Linked DNA regions of Rattus norvegicus: region 2 is linked to region 1. A link is a contact called in public Hi-C data. All regions are on one chromosome and are shown on one strand. Each heading gives the region's core, a stretch centred on a gene start, on an enhancer-like site or on the middle of the called end of the contact. The rest is flanking DNA. Distances are from core to core; before and after follow the strand shown.

What was found. A called contact is a pair of places that touch in the nucleus more often than the background predicts.
Region 2: a Hi-C map of the A7r5 cell line shows a contact between it and region 1, with 3 times the contacts expected there. The contact joins the promoter of Fuca1 here to the enhancer-like site in region 1. A contact is called at or near these places in 2 of 12 Hi-C or Micro-C datasets (the A7r5 cell line and mammary epithelial cells).

What each region holds. Positions count from the first base shown.
Region 1 is chr5:153,308,918-153,314,655 of GRCr8, forward strand. It overlaps Myom3 (myomesin 3), which reads left to right. Exons shown (of 37, transcript NM_001107987.2): 21 at 635-749; 22 at 1,811-1,967; 23 at 2,453-2,562; 24 at 2,987-3,031; 25 at 3,935-4,071; 26 at 5,563-5,707. Among named protein-coding and RNA genes, the nearest start is that of Myom3, 35 kb to the left of the region's middle. Within about 2 kb of position 3,849, at least 2 of the 93 cell types and tissues checked have an H3K27ac peak or open chromatin away from gene starts, as enhancers often do.
Region 2 is chr5:153,433,457-153,439,895 of GRCr8, forward strand. Fuca1 (alpha-L-fucosidase 1) reads left to right here and starts at 2,806. Exons shown (of 8, transcript NM_012562.2): 1 at 2,806-3,203; 2 at 4,839-4,973. The coding sequence starts at 2,827. Cnr2 (cannabinoid receptor 2) reads left to right here. Exons shown (of 2, transcript NM_001164142.3): 2 at 1-1,636.

The DNA.
Region 1 (5,738 bases), core at 2,599-5,098:
TGCATGCCTTTAATCCCGCCACCAGAGAGGCAGAGGGGAGTGGATCTTAGAGTTCGAGGCCGGCCTGGTCTACAGAGTTCCAGGACAGCCAGGGCTACACAGGGACAGCCTGTCTTGAACAAAAGGAAAAGAAGAAAGGAAGGAAAGAAGGAAGGAAGGGAGGGAGGGAGGGAGGGAGGGAGGGATGAAGGAAAGAAAGAAAAAGAAAAGAAAGAACACCAGAACTGATCAGTAGGCACAGTGGTACACACCTGTAATCCCTGTTCGTGGGAAGCAGAGCCAAGAGAATCAGGAGTTCCAGGCCAGCCACAGATGCATAGAAACTTCAAAGTCAGCCTGAGTTGCAAGAGACCTTGTCTTTAAACAAAACAAGACAAAATATTGGAACTTGGAAGCCAAGAATGATATAAGCCTTTAGCCGCAGCAGACCAGAGGGCAAGGCAAGGGAATGATGGGTCCCAGGCCAGCCTGGGCAGCATAGAGAGGCCTTATCTCCAAAGAATCGCAAACCTGCCCTGGGCCCAGGAAAAGAGCAGGTTCCTGGCCTGCCCCAGCCCACGAGGGGTCCCAACAGGTCCGCCAGTGTCCGCGAGGGCACAGCTTTCCTGCCCTCAGACTTTGCTCTCCTCCCCAGGTGTCTGACTTGCAACCAGGAAAGCAGTATATGTTCAGGGTCCAGGCCATGAACTCAGCCGGCCTGGGACAACCATCGGTGCCCACTGACCCCGTGCTCCTGGAGGACAAGCCAGGTAGGATGACCAGGGAGGACCAGGCTGCACTGCAGGAGACTGGGAGCAGGAGGAGGAACTTAGGGGGAAGATGGGGAAGCCTGGGGGTACAGCAGGAGGCCTGGATCCAGTGGGCTCTGTCCCACCCACCACTCTACCCACCCACTGCCATCTCAACTTTGCCTGATGGCTTGTGCCCCTCTCCCTCCCATTCCTCTCCCCCTCCCCCTCCCCACCTGTGTCTTCCACAGGCTGTGAGGGAATCTTCCCTGACCTCTAAGCCGTATGTGTGAACTTACACAAATCCTTCAACTGATAGCCAACTCCACCTCAGTTGCTCCATGTCCTCTGCCTCTACTGGGCTCTCAGGACCTGTGGTCTCTCCTGCTAAGCAGCCCAGAGTCGCTCCTAGGTCCCTCGCACAGTAGTACCCACTTCTAGTGCAAAACATTTAAACCACAAGGCCCACAGGCAGCAGCCGGCAGACTCACCCACACTGGTGACCACAAAGCACTCGTCTATTAAGTGCTCCATCAACAACTTCTCGGGGACACGGCTGCGGATGAGGAAGCAGAGCTCTGCTGTTGTGAGGGGGGAGACGGGGACACAGGGTGGACGGACAGTAAAGACAGATGGCAAAGTAGTCAGGAAGTCTTAGGATAGCCAGGAGTAAGGCAGGGATACCCCTCAGTGGTAGAAGGCTTGACTAGCTCTGGGTCTTGTCACAAACTGTAGGGATGAGAAGAAAGAAGAGAAAAGGAATGTTTAAAGACAGGAGCCAGTTGTGGTGACACACACCTGTAACCCTAGCTAGGGCTCCAGAGGTCAAGGTTGTAGAATCGTGGCTACCCTGGACTACATAGTGAATTCAAGGCCAGCCTGGGCTAATGTAGCAAAATTGTATGTCAAAGAGAAGAACTGAGAGGGGCAGGGAGAAAAAGGAGGAAGAGGAAGGAAAATAGAAATGGGGGGGGGAAGCCAGCAAGAAGGACTTCTTGGAAGAGGTGACATTTGAGTTGGGGATCATGAAAGGCTTTCGAGGTCACAAAAATCCCCGTGTCCCTTCCTGAATCTCACCCCAGATGCCCATGAGATTGAAGTTGGTGTGGACGAAGAGGGCCAGATCTACCTGGCTTTCGAAGCCCCCGAAGCCCCTGACTTCCCTGAGTTTCAATGGTCCAAGGATTACAAAGGCCCGCCAGACCCACAGAGGGTGGAGGTTAAGGATGAAATTAACAAGTGAGTGGGGCGGGGCTGAGGGAGGATGGAGTGACGGGGGTGGAGGGGAGAGAGCACCCAAGGGTGGTAGACCTGGTAGGGAGACACACAGGTTGTCCAGGGCTGCCTGGCCAGCTCAGAGAGAAGCAGGGAGATGCCTTAGGGGCAGAAATGGAGGCCTTCTTTGGGGTTCTCTTGTGATAAGCAGTCATGAGTGCCACCGCCTTAATTCCTGAAGCAGACAGAGTCGCTGGCTGGTTGGTTATAACGTGTGTGCCACACTGCCAATCTAGAGGGGACCTCAAGGGACTGCAAGGGTCCAGCTTGGCCAGGACCTGGGAAGGAGCTCAAGTCACGAAAGATTCTCCAGCTCCTCCCCTCAACTTTCCTTACTGGCTTGTCTCTTTCCCCCTCTTCCCACAACCTCTTCCACAGGCTGTGAGGGAGTCCTGTGTTTTCAAGGCCAAAGCCCCATCTCAGAGGTCAGCTTTGTCTCTCTCTGCCAGGTCCAAGGTCATTCTGAAAGAACCAGACCTTCAGGACCTGGGCGTCTACTCAGTGGTGGTCACCGATGCTGACGAAGACACCTCTGCTAGCCACACACTGACAGAGGAAGGTAATGGCCTTCAGAGGAAGGTATTGTCCTCACGCCCTGACACCTCCCCAGGGAAGCACATCCTGACCCAGAGCCCAAGCACCCGTGCTCATAGAAGCCAAGCAGACACTGAGGCTCAGCCCACCCACTGAGCACTGATGTGGTCGCTCCTGCAGAGCCTGGTGTGTAGAGACGCTCCTCTGAGGGGACAAGGAGGATATGCAACCTTGGGGTGACCGAGACTAGCTGCGGCATCTCCCATAGTGCTCCAGGAGCAAAGCCCACGGTGCTTACCAGCAGTCTCTGTGGAGCATGTGGCCCCTAGCTGATGGCAACGTGGAGCTCTCTCTCGGAACGTCTCAGCATGGAGGCCCTGGGCTGGCTGTACTCGAACCCTGTGACCTAACGTTGCATCTGTTTTCTTCTGTGCCCCTCCCTGCCCCAGAACTGAACAAGCTGAAGAAGCTGAGTCACGAGATCAGAAACCCAGGTAAACACCGAGGCGAGCCTGCTTCCTAAGCAGAGTTGAGCCGGGCAGGGAACAAGGATATAGTGTGAGAGCACGGGAAAAGGGAGCCACACACTGGAAAACCAGAGACCAGAGGCAAAGGAGGCAGGGAGGTGCAAAGGAGGGAAGCAAGTCGGTTCTTATCATCACGAGCCTCACCATCATCTCCACCACCATCATCATCATCACTATCATCACCACCCATATCACTGTCACCATCACCATCCCTGTCACCACCACTATCATAATCACCATCAGCACCACCACCGTCACAATCGTTATCATCTCCCTCAGCATCATCTCCATCATCATCATCTCCATCATCATCATCATCACCATCACCATCACCACCATCAGCACCACCACCATCATCATCACCACCATCACCACCATCAGCACCACCACCATCATCATCACCACCATCACCATCATCACCATCCCTAACAGCTCTTGAGACGACTGGATGTTAGATCATCCAAACCTCTGCTTCCCTGCCTTGTCTCTCCCTGGACGGTGGAATCCTTAAGCCCAGCCAAACACTTGATCACGTATTGGAATCACATTGAGAACTTTTCCAAATCCCACACCCAGGCCAGGCTCCAGCCAAGTTAGAACGGGCAGGGTGAAGCCAGACTCCAGTGTTTAAGGTCCATTGAAGAGGAAATGCGTTTCTGAAATCAGTTCGGTTTACGGAGAGCTTCTAGGCTCCAGCCAGGCCCACAGCTCCTTCAAACTCTGCACATTCACTGCCAAAGCAGAGCTGGGTGGGGAGGGGCGGGGCTTAGAGGCCGAGTGGGCGTGGTCGGACAGAGAGGAGCTGGGCGGGTCCTGGGGGGAGTCGGAAGAGGAGAGGGCTCCCACCCACACCCGTCCTGTGTCTCCCAGTCATCAAGCTGATCTCTGGCTGGAACGTGGACATCCTCGAGCAAGGTGAGGTGCGGCTGTGGCTGGAGGTGGAGAAACTGTCGCCAGCTGCGGAGTTGCACCTCATCTTCAATGAGAAGGAGATCTTCAGCTCCCCGGTAAATGGTGCCCACAGTCCCTGGGGAGGCTCCCCTGCCCCAAACAAGGCGGCCTCTCCTAAGAAGTGGGGTCTGGGGCCAGCTGTCATTTTGGTAATAGCTGCCTCTTTGGCTGTCCCTGCAGTGGGGCGTCCAGGCCAGGTCGCCTGGCTTTCAGTACGGGTGGGGTGGAGTGGAGTGGGGTAGGGTGGGGGTGGGGGTTGTTATTAACCAGGGCAGGGACATTTGCACGCCCGCTGCCATTTTCAAATGTCCTTCTCAGCATTCCTAAGGTGAGAAAGCCTACCTGGGGCTGACAGTTTTCCAAGCCCTAAACCTCCGCTTTAGACGTAAATATTAAAGCACTTTCTTACAGGCCCAACAGACACTCGGGGAACAGGTTTTCTACTCCCTGCCACTTTATGGTGGTCTTTCCTTTTCCTGTTCCAGTCCTTTGCTTTTCTCCCCTCTCCTTACAAATCGGAAGCGAATTGTATCCAAGAATGTCAGTGGTACCTAATTGTATCCAAGAATCTACAAGCTAACACACACAGCCAACATACACGGGTTTTATTTTAAATGATATTTGCACAAAATGTTACACTGTTTCCATTCTAAAGCTGTAAGAATGGTAAATAGGTTTGTGAGGAACCGGCTATTATTCAATTGTTTTTATATGAAAACCAACCGATTCCAGTCTTAACGGCAGTGTCACATCATTTGCGAATTTCATCTCCAGGAGGGTAAAGCAGTCATCCGAATTCATAGATTAGGGCTGGCGAGCAACTCAGAACTAGAGCTCATGCCTAGTGTGGGCAAGACCCTGAGTTAGAACCAGAGAAGGAAGGAAAATGGAGGGAAGGAGGGGGAAGAGGGAAGGAGGGAGAGGGAGGGGAAGGAGAAGGGGGAGAGAGGAAGAGAGGGAGAGAGGGAGGGAAGGGAGGGAGAGAGGGGGGAAATATATATTCCAGAGAAAGGGATGATGGTTTTGGTCAGAGGAAATATCATGCTGGGGAATGCAGGGTCCACATAGAAGAAAGAGAACACAGAACTGACTTCTGCAAATAGTTCTCTGAACTCAACATATGTGCTGTGGCCTATGCACTCCACCCCCAACAGAGAGAGAGAGAGAGAGAGAGAGAGAGAGAGAGAGAGAGAGAGAGAGAGAGAGAGGGAGAGGGAGAGAGAGAGAGAGAGAGAGAGAGAGAGGGAGAGGGAGAGAGAGAGAGAGAGAGAGAGAGAGAGAATATTAAAATGTAATAATTTTAAATTTAAATTGTAAAAGAAGTTGATAATAAGCAACAGAGGCACGGTACAGCTACAAAGCTTACTATTAAATTATAATTAATTCAGGCATGGTATGCTGGGGACTCCCAGTTTATTCAAGCAGAAAAAAGCTACCCCGATCCCTGTACATAGCACCCCAATCTTGATCAGACCCAGAGGTGTGCTCCCAGCAGAGCTCCCAGGACAGGAAATGCCTAAAAAGGACTTGGGGATTTGTTCCGCCAGAACCGCAAGATCAACTTTGACCGAGAGAAGGGCTTGGTGGAGGTCATCATTCAGCAACTTTCCGAAGATGACAAGGGGTCCTACACCGCCCAGCTCCAAGATGGAAAAGCCAAGAACCAGATCACCCTCGCCCTGGTGGATGACGGTCAGCCTGGTCCCGCTCCTCCCGGAAGCGC
Region 2 (6,439 bases), core at 1,556-4,055, 120 kb after region 1:
GCTCTAGGGTAATGGAAACAGAACTTCCCACCCCCTTTTTTGCTAAGGAGTGCTGGGGTTCATGGCTGGAAGACGGCCTGGTCTTGCCTACCTTACGCAGTCTGTGGAGAGGGGCCTGTAAAAATGGCGGGCTCTGTTCACATCAAATCGGGAAACCCTCCTGACTCCAGAGACCTAGAGGCCAGAGGGGCCTCCAGGGACGATAATGAAGGACTCAGGGGATCTGTGAAGACAAGGGACCTGTTCTCCTGGAATCTAGGCTACCCCGGCTGTGAGGCCTCTGCCCACAACTTCACAGATGTCCATATCTTCCACAGTGTGGGTTCTAGGCCGCCCTGCTGAAGATGGATAGCAAGACCAGCTATTTCTGGTTCCTGCTTCACTGATTGGAACTCTGTGGCTGTAGAGCGATGTGACCTTCAGGCCACCCTTGCCTCTTGAGGATCAAGAATTATGATGTGCTGAGGACCAAGGAGGTTCACTCTCTCCCTTCAGACAGAGCCATGTGCTGTCAGCTCAGGGTATCTTGTTGTTGGAACAGGACCCTCCTGATAGCCCGATAAGCCTTGAAAATCATTATGACTTTAGGTCCTTGGGGACCCACGGGAAGCCAGGTTCACTTGAGGTACAGAGTCCTCAGAGAACTGTATGGACCTTGTGACCTTCTGCTGTGTCTCCCATAGCACTATCCCAGTCCAGCCTAGCTTCAGTAAAAATCAAGGTATTCACAAAGAGTCTTTGGGTTCTAGATTGTTCCTAGTGATGCTCAACTCAGCTTCCCTTGCCTCTTCCAGACTCTGGTCCTGAAGGATAAGCAGGAGTTGGGAGGAGACTGCCTGCTGCGGACATCCTCGATCCACAGCCCCATGCTGTCTCTGGGTACCTGCATTTTACCTTCAGCAAAGGTTGCATTCCCAACAGACGGAGGTTCAAGGCGCTGCTGGTGGTAGGGGTAGGTAGCACTGGGGACCGAAGACACGGTGAAAGGAAAACCCTCAAACACTTTCTACTTTTGCTTTTAGCAGATTCAGCCAACAGACAAGACGTCCGTCCCCATTGCCCAGAGGAACTAACATGGTGGTGTTCAGTGAGAAGACCAATCAGCCTCCCTAATAAAGCAGGGCAGTCCACTCTGCTATAAACCCTCTCACATGCCTCTGCAGGAGGACATTTTGTTTTCTCTGTTAAGGTCAAGTGAAGGTCACAGTGTCTCATTTTATTCTTCCCAAGACAAGTTCTGTGCATCAAAAGCTGCTGCAAATTCTACTCTAATCGCTATGTGGGAGGACTCGGGGAAGAAGTTGATTCGTCTGGGCTTTGTGTTTTAGACCGTATTTCAACATACACTTGGGAAGGAAGAAACAGAAAATACATTGTGTTTCCTTGTTACTCCCCAAAGGAGGAAGTGCTTGGTTCTGTCAACTTCAACAGATTTCTCCAAGGTGCCAGACAGAGAAGGTGGAGATACGGTTTCCGCAGCTGTGAATTCCGGCACCACCTTTGGCCCTCACTTGCTTGTGTGATCTTGGGCAACCCCTGCCCTTTGCCTTGCTTTGGTTTCCTCCTTGGTACATCGGGAATGGTAGGAAAGAAGATGCCTTCAAGGGGCATTCATTAAAACCTGGTATTGCTCTAACATGCTGTGGTCATCTCTGCGACCATGGAGACGGTTGCATCATATGGACCATGTGACCCGCACACTTCCTGCAGCTCTGGGCACACACATATACCATTGGGTGTGTGCTAACTGTAGAGGAATTAGGTGACTGGCCAAATAAGTTTTATAGATTTTTTTTCCAAGGGAAGGAGTGTCTCTTGGCTCTCAATATTCTGGTCATACATGCCTCAGTGGTCCCCTGTATGTGGGTGGGCTAGGCAAGTGTGCTTAGTGGTACCAGATTAAACCTCAGCCTGTCTGGTATACTAAGCAAGGGCTCTACTCCCAAACTACCCCGCTCCTAAGTCAGGTTTTCTTCAGTTAGATGCTAAGCTCTCTGAGAGAACCTCAAGGTTTTGGGGGTGTAGCTCAATCAATAGACTGCTTCGTTTGCAGTCTGCAAATCTCTTGCTTCAAAGGTCAGTACTACATAAAACCAGAATGGCAATGCTACCCCCAACCATAATCCCAGCATCTTGAGATAGAAGCAGGAGGGTCAGGAATGCAAAATCACTGTAGCTGTAAGTTCCAAGCCAGCCTGAGACACTTGAAACCCCCACCCCCGTATCTCAAAATAAATTTGAGTTACAATTTTAAGTTAAATTAAAATGTTTAAGTTCCTCGGAGTTCTCTAAGTTAAGTTCAACGGACAAAAGATAACCATGTCTGCCCTGAGTCTTTCAGCAGCCATTTCTCTCCCTCGGCATAAAGCTCCTTTTATCTTGTTTTTACATCTTTATTTCTAAATCTCTACACCACAGTCCAATCTGCTAAGCTCCACCTGCCGGCTGGATGTATAGTACAGAGAAACCAAGTCACTAAAACGACCTGGTTTCAGCCTTCCCCTGAGAATTGGTGCAACAACGTGGACTTCTCCCTGTTTTCCCCACACCCTGGTTTTTTTCCCACTTGCGGGAACCCGGCAATTAAATCCTTAAAGGAGTCTACGGAATTTAAATTCAATAGATCAGAGCCAGCCAACGCCTCCTTAGGTCTTTCTCCCTTTCAATGCCAGAGGGCGCTCCAGAGCCGGCGCCTCAGACGGCCTTCTGGACCGCCATACTGACCCCGCCCCTCTCCCCTTCCAAGCCAATCGTTACTCTGAGAGGCGGGGCTACTCTCCGGTGCCTGCGCATTAAGAGGGGGGCGGTTCGGTCCCGGAAGCAGGGATGTGGGAGCTGAAAAGTGAGTGGTGGGCGGTGGGCTTCGGGCTTCTGCTGCTACTGGCAGCTTCGGCCCAGGCAGGGGGCTTGGCTCCGCACCACTACACTCCGGACTGGCCGAGCTTGGACTCGCGACCACTGCCGAGATGGTTCGACGAGGCCAAGTTCGGGTTGTTCGTGCATTGGGGGGTGTACTCGGTGCCCGCCTGGGGCAGCGAGTGGTTCTGGTGGCACTGGCAGGGCGAGCAGTCGTCGGCGTACGTGCGCTTCATGAAAGAAAACTACCCGCCCGGCTTCAGCTACGCCGACTTTGCACCGCAGTTTACAGCGCGCTTCTTCCATCCGGAGGAGTGGGCAGACCTCTTCCAGGCTGCCGGGGCCAAGTGAGTGCGGGACGGGCGCGAGGCGGGACCAGGCAGGCCCACGGCCGGTGCTGCCTGACCTCGAAAGGCCCCGGACCTTCTGCATCCTGGAGAAAGGAGCACCGATGCTAAAGAAGAGGATCCAGCTTGGGATCAGTTAAAAAAAATAAATAAATAAGGCGGGAAAGCACTGGGCAGTACACCTGTGCGGAGAGAATAGAGCCAGGCTACACTCGGCGTCTCCTTTGAAAGGTCCAGAACACAGCCCAGATTCCCGTCAGTGGCCCTGAGTTGTTGATCTGAGCCAGTCCCCTTAGGCTACGTACAGCGTCCGTGAAAGGTTATAAAAAGAAGCCGCCTGACTTCCTTGTGCCTCTACAATGAGAAGGATGGGAGTTTAGGGTTGTACTCTGTTGGGGTCCCCTCGCTTCTCACTTCCTTGTGGTAGAACTCAGAGGAGGAAGGGGTTGTTTGGCCAGAGCCCTCCAGAGGAAGTGCATTGTGAGATCCCTCTAAGCCAGAGAGAATTTTGGCTGACAGAGGATTTGGCCACTGGGAGGGCAGCCTCCCGCTCCTGGCTTAGTGGAGTCCTCTACTTTCTCAGTGATTCCGGCAAACTCCTGCTTTCTGATTCCTCTGACCTTGGGTTTTCTCACACTGAAGGGAAAGGCTGTGTATAGCTGGCACTTAGTATTTTGGCCATTACAGTGTGGGAGTAAAAGGCCCAAGGGAATAGGAATCTGTCTTCTAGCCCAGCCCCTCTCCAGACTTCCTGTTTTATGGACTAGGTGACCAACCCAGAGGGAGGAAGAAGCCTGGTGTCCTAGACTGCAGATCTATGATCTGGAAATGAAAGCTCTTGACCACTGCACCCAGGGTCTGCAAGCCATACCCAGAGGGAGTGGTTATTTGCTTGTTGAGTGGGAAGGGTTTTTATATTTCAAAAGGACTGTTTAAAAGAGGAAAGAGATGTACTGCAGGAAGGACCGTTTGTATGAGCCTAGGATACTGTATAATTCTGAAGTCCAGGGGCCCCTGCACCAGCTAGTGGTGAAATCTCATACACGTGTTATCTTTCTTTTTCTATAAAAGTAAATAATACATCGGATGAATTGACTATCTCAGCACTGGTCTTTTCAGTCCCAGGTATTTGAGTCTTTGTCGCCTTAAATGAAAGACAATTTCGAGACATTGTTTACAAAGACAAACAGTTGCTGTGACTACCCTTTGTTCTTGCCAATAGAACGGGGCAGAGGTTTGAAACAGATTCCTCAGTTGTTCCCAGAAGGCTTGAACCTAAGAGCTAAGTAGCACAGCTTTTCTCTCGCCAGCTTCCCCTCTCTCGGCCTCCAGTACCTCCATCCGTTCTTGAGTCATACCTGCTTGGGGATATTATCACTGTAAAAGCATCATGGTTGTCATAGTGACTCATCCCAGGACGTATCCTTTCATCAAGACCTGCCCAACATGTTAAATTCTCAGGGGGTTGGGGATTTAGCTCAGCAGTAGAGCGCTTGCCTAGCGAGCGCAAGGCCCTGGGTTCGGTCCCCAGCTCCGGAAAAAAAAGAGAAAAAAAATTCTCAGGCATGCCAGGCAAGGTCACAGCTGTGGACATTGCCCGATTCCTTTGTTCTCCTTTGGTTTTGATGCCTGCAGGTATGTCGTCCTGACCGCAAAGCATCACGAAGGCTTCACAAACTGGCCAAGCGCCGTGTCTTGGAACTGGAACTCGAAGGACGTGGGGCCCCACCGTGATTTGGTCGGTGAGTTGGGAGCAGCTGTGCGGAAGAGGTACGTGTCTGTGGACAGCCAGCTACTCCACCATCTTTCCCACCCAGCCCTCCAGAGATCCACCCTCTATCCTCCTGTTTGTCTGCCGAGGTCATTTAGCCAACAAGCAGATGGGCTCCCAGACTTAGATTTGGTGGTTTTTCACAGAACCAAAGGTGATACAGAGAAAGTTCACAGTGGGGTGGAGGACACCCATCATAGACTGTGATGGTCTAGTCGTAGCCTTCAAAGGATTTCCATGGGAAAACGTGTAATACAGAGCCTTCTCCAGTATGTGATGGAAGCCAGGGAGATTGGGACCCACCTTTTTCCTCCATAGCTGCCAGCATCCAACACTGAGCTGTTCATGCCTCAGGGCAAGCTCTGATAATGGCTGACTGGACACTAAAGAAGGCAACACACAACTGATTCTCCTCCACACACCTCAGTGTTCGTCACTTAATAGGGAGTAACTAGCCAGGCTGATGTTACTTACTTGGGAGGCAAAGTAACCCAAGCCAGATAAAGTAGCCAGGCAGGAGGGTCAGTAGTTCAAGGCTGGCCTTAGGTGTAGAGTGAGTTTGAGGCTAGCCTGGGCTAAATAAGACTGTATCTTAAAAAGCTAAACAATAATAATAGAAATCAGCTTCTCTATTGGTTTCTATTATTAATTGGGTGTGGCAGAGGCGGGGGGGGTGGCTTTGGGTTTTGGGACTGAGGGTCACAGGACCCTACCTCGTGTATATTAAGCAGTTGCTCATCCACTGAGTGTATTAGGTGCTTCTGTGTCAGCGACCACCATACCTGTTAAAAGCGGCTTCAGGCAGGAAAGGTTGATTTTTCAGACCACCATAGTGGTGCAGCTGCATACATGTGGCCCACACACTGTGGTAGAGGTCGTTCATTCACGTGACAAATGACCAGGGAGCAGCAGGAACCAGAGGATGTCCTTGAGGTGTCCCACTTCCGCCAGCATCCTTCAGAACATATGTGAGCCTAGGTGCAGACAGTACACACCAAGCCCTGTCCCCACCCCCAGTGCGTATTCAGGTTTTGAGCCCTACTGGCTATGTCTGCCTTTAAGAAAGTAGATTCCTTTCTGCTCTGCCTGTTTCTATAAATGGAGTTTGATTAGACACAGCTATGCCTAGCAGACAGACTGGCCAGGACTGTCTCCCGGAACAAGCTGGGAGCTGAGACAGAGACCGCAGGGCTGGCAAAGCCCAGGGGACTACCTGGACCTCTAAGAATGCTTTTGCTGACTCCTGCTACTTGCTCTGTTCTGTGCCCATGCTGCACTTGGCCACTAACCCTGTGACAACTGCTCATGTGACTTAGGGGTGGATCACACCTGGACTTTGGAAGTAGCTCTTTTTGTTTGGTTTGGTCTTCTGAGACAGAACCTTGCACTGTATCCTCGAAGAGCTTGAAACGTGCTGCACCCTACCTTCTAACTTGATGCAATCCTCCTGCCTCTGCCTTCCAGG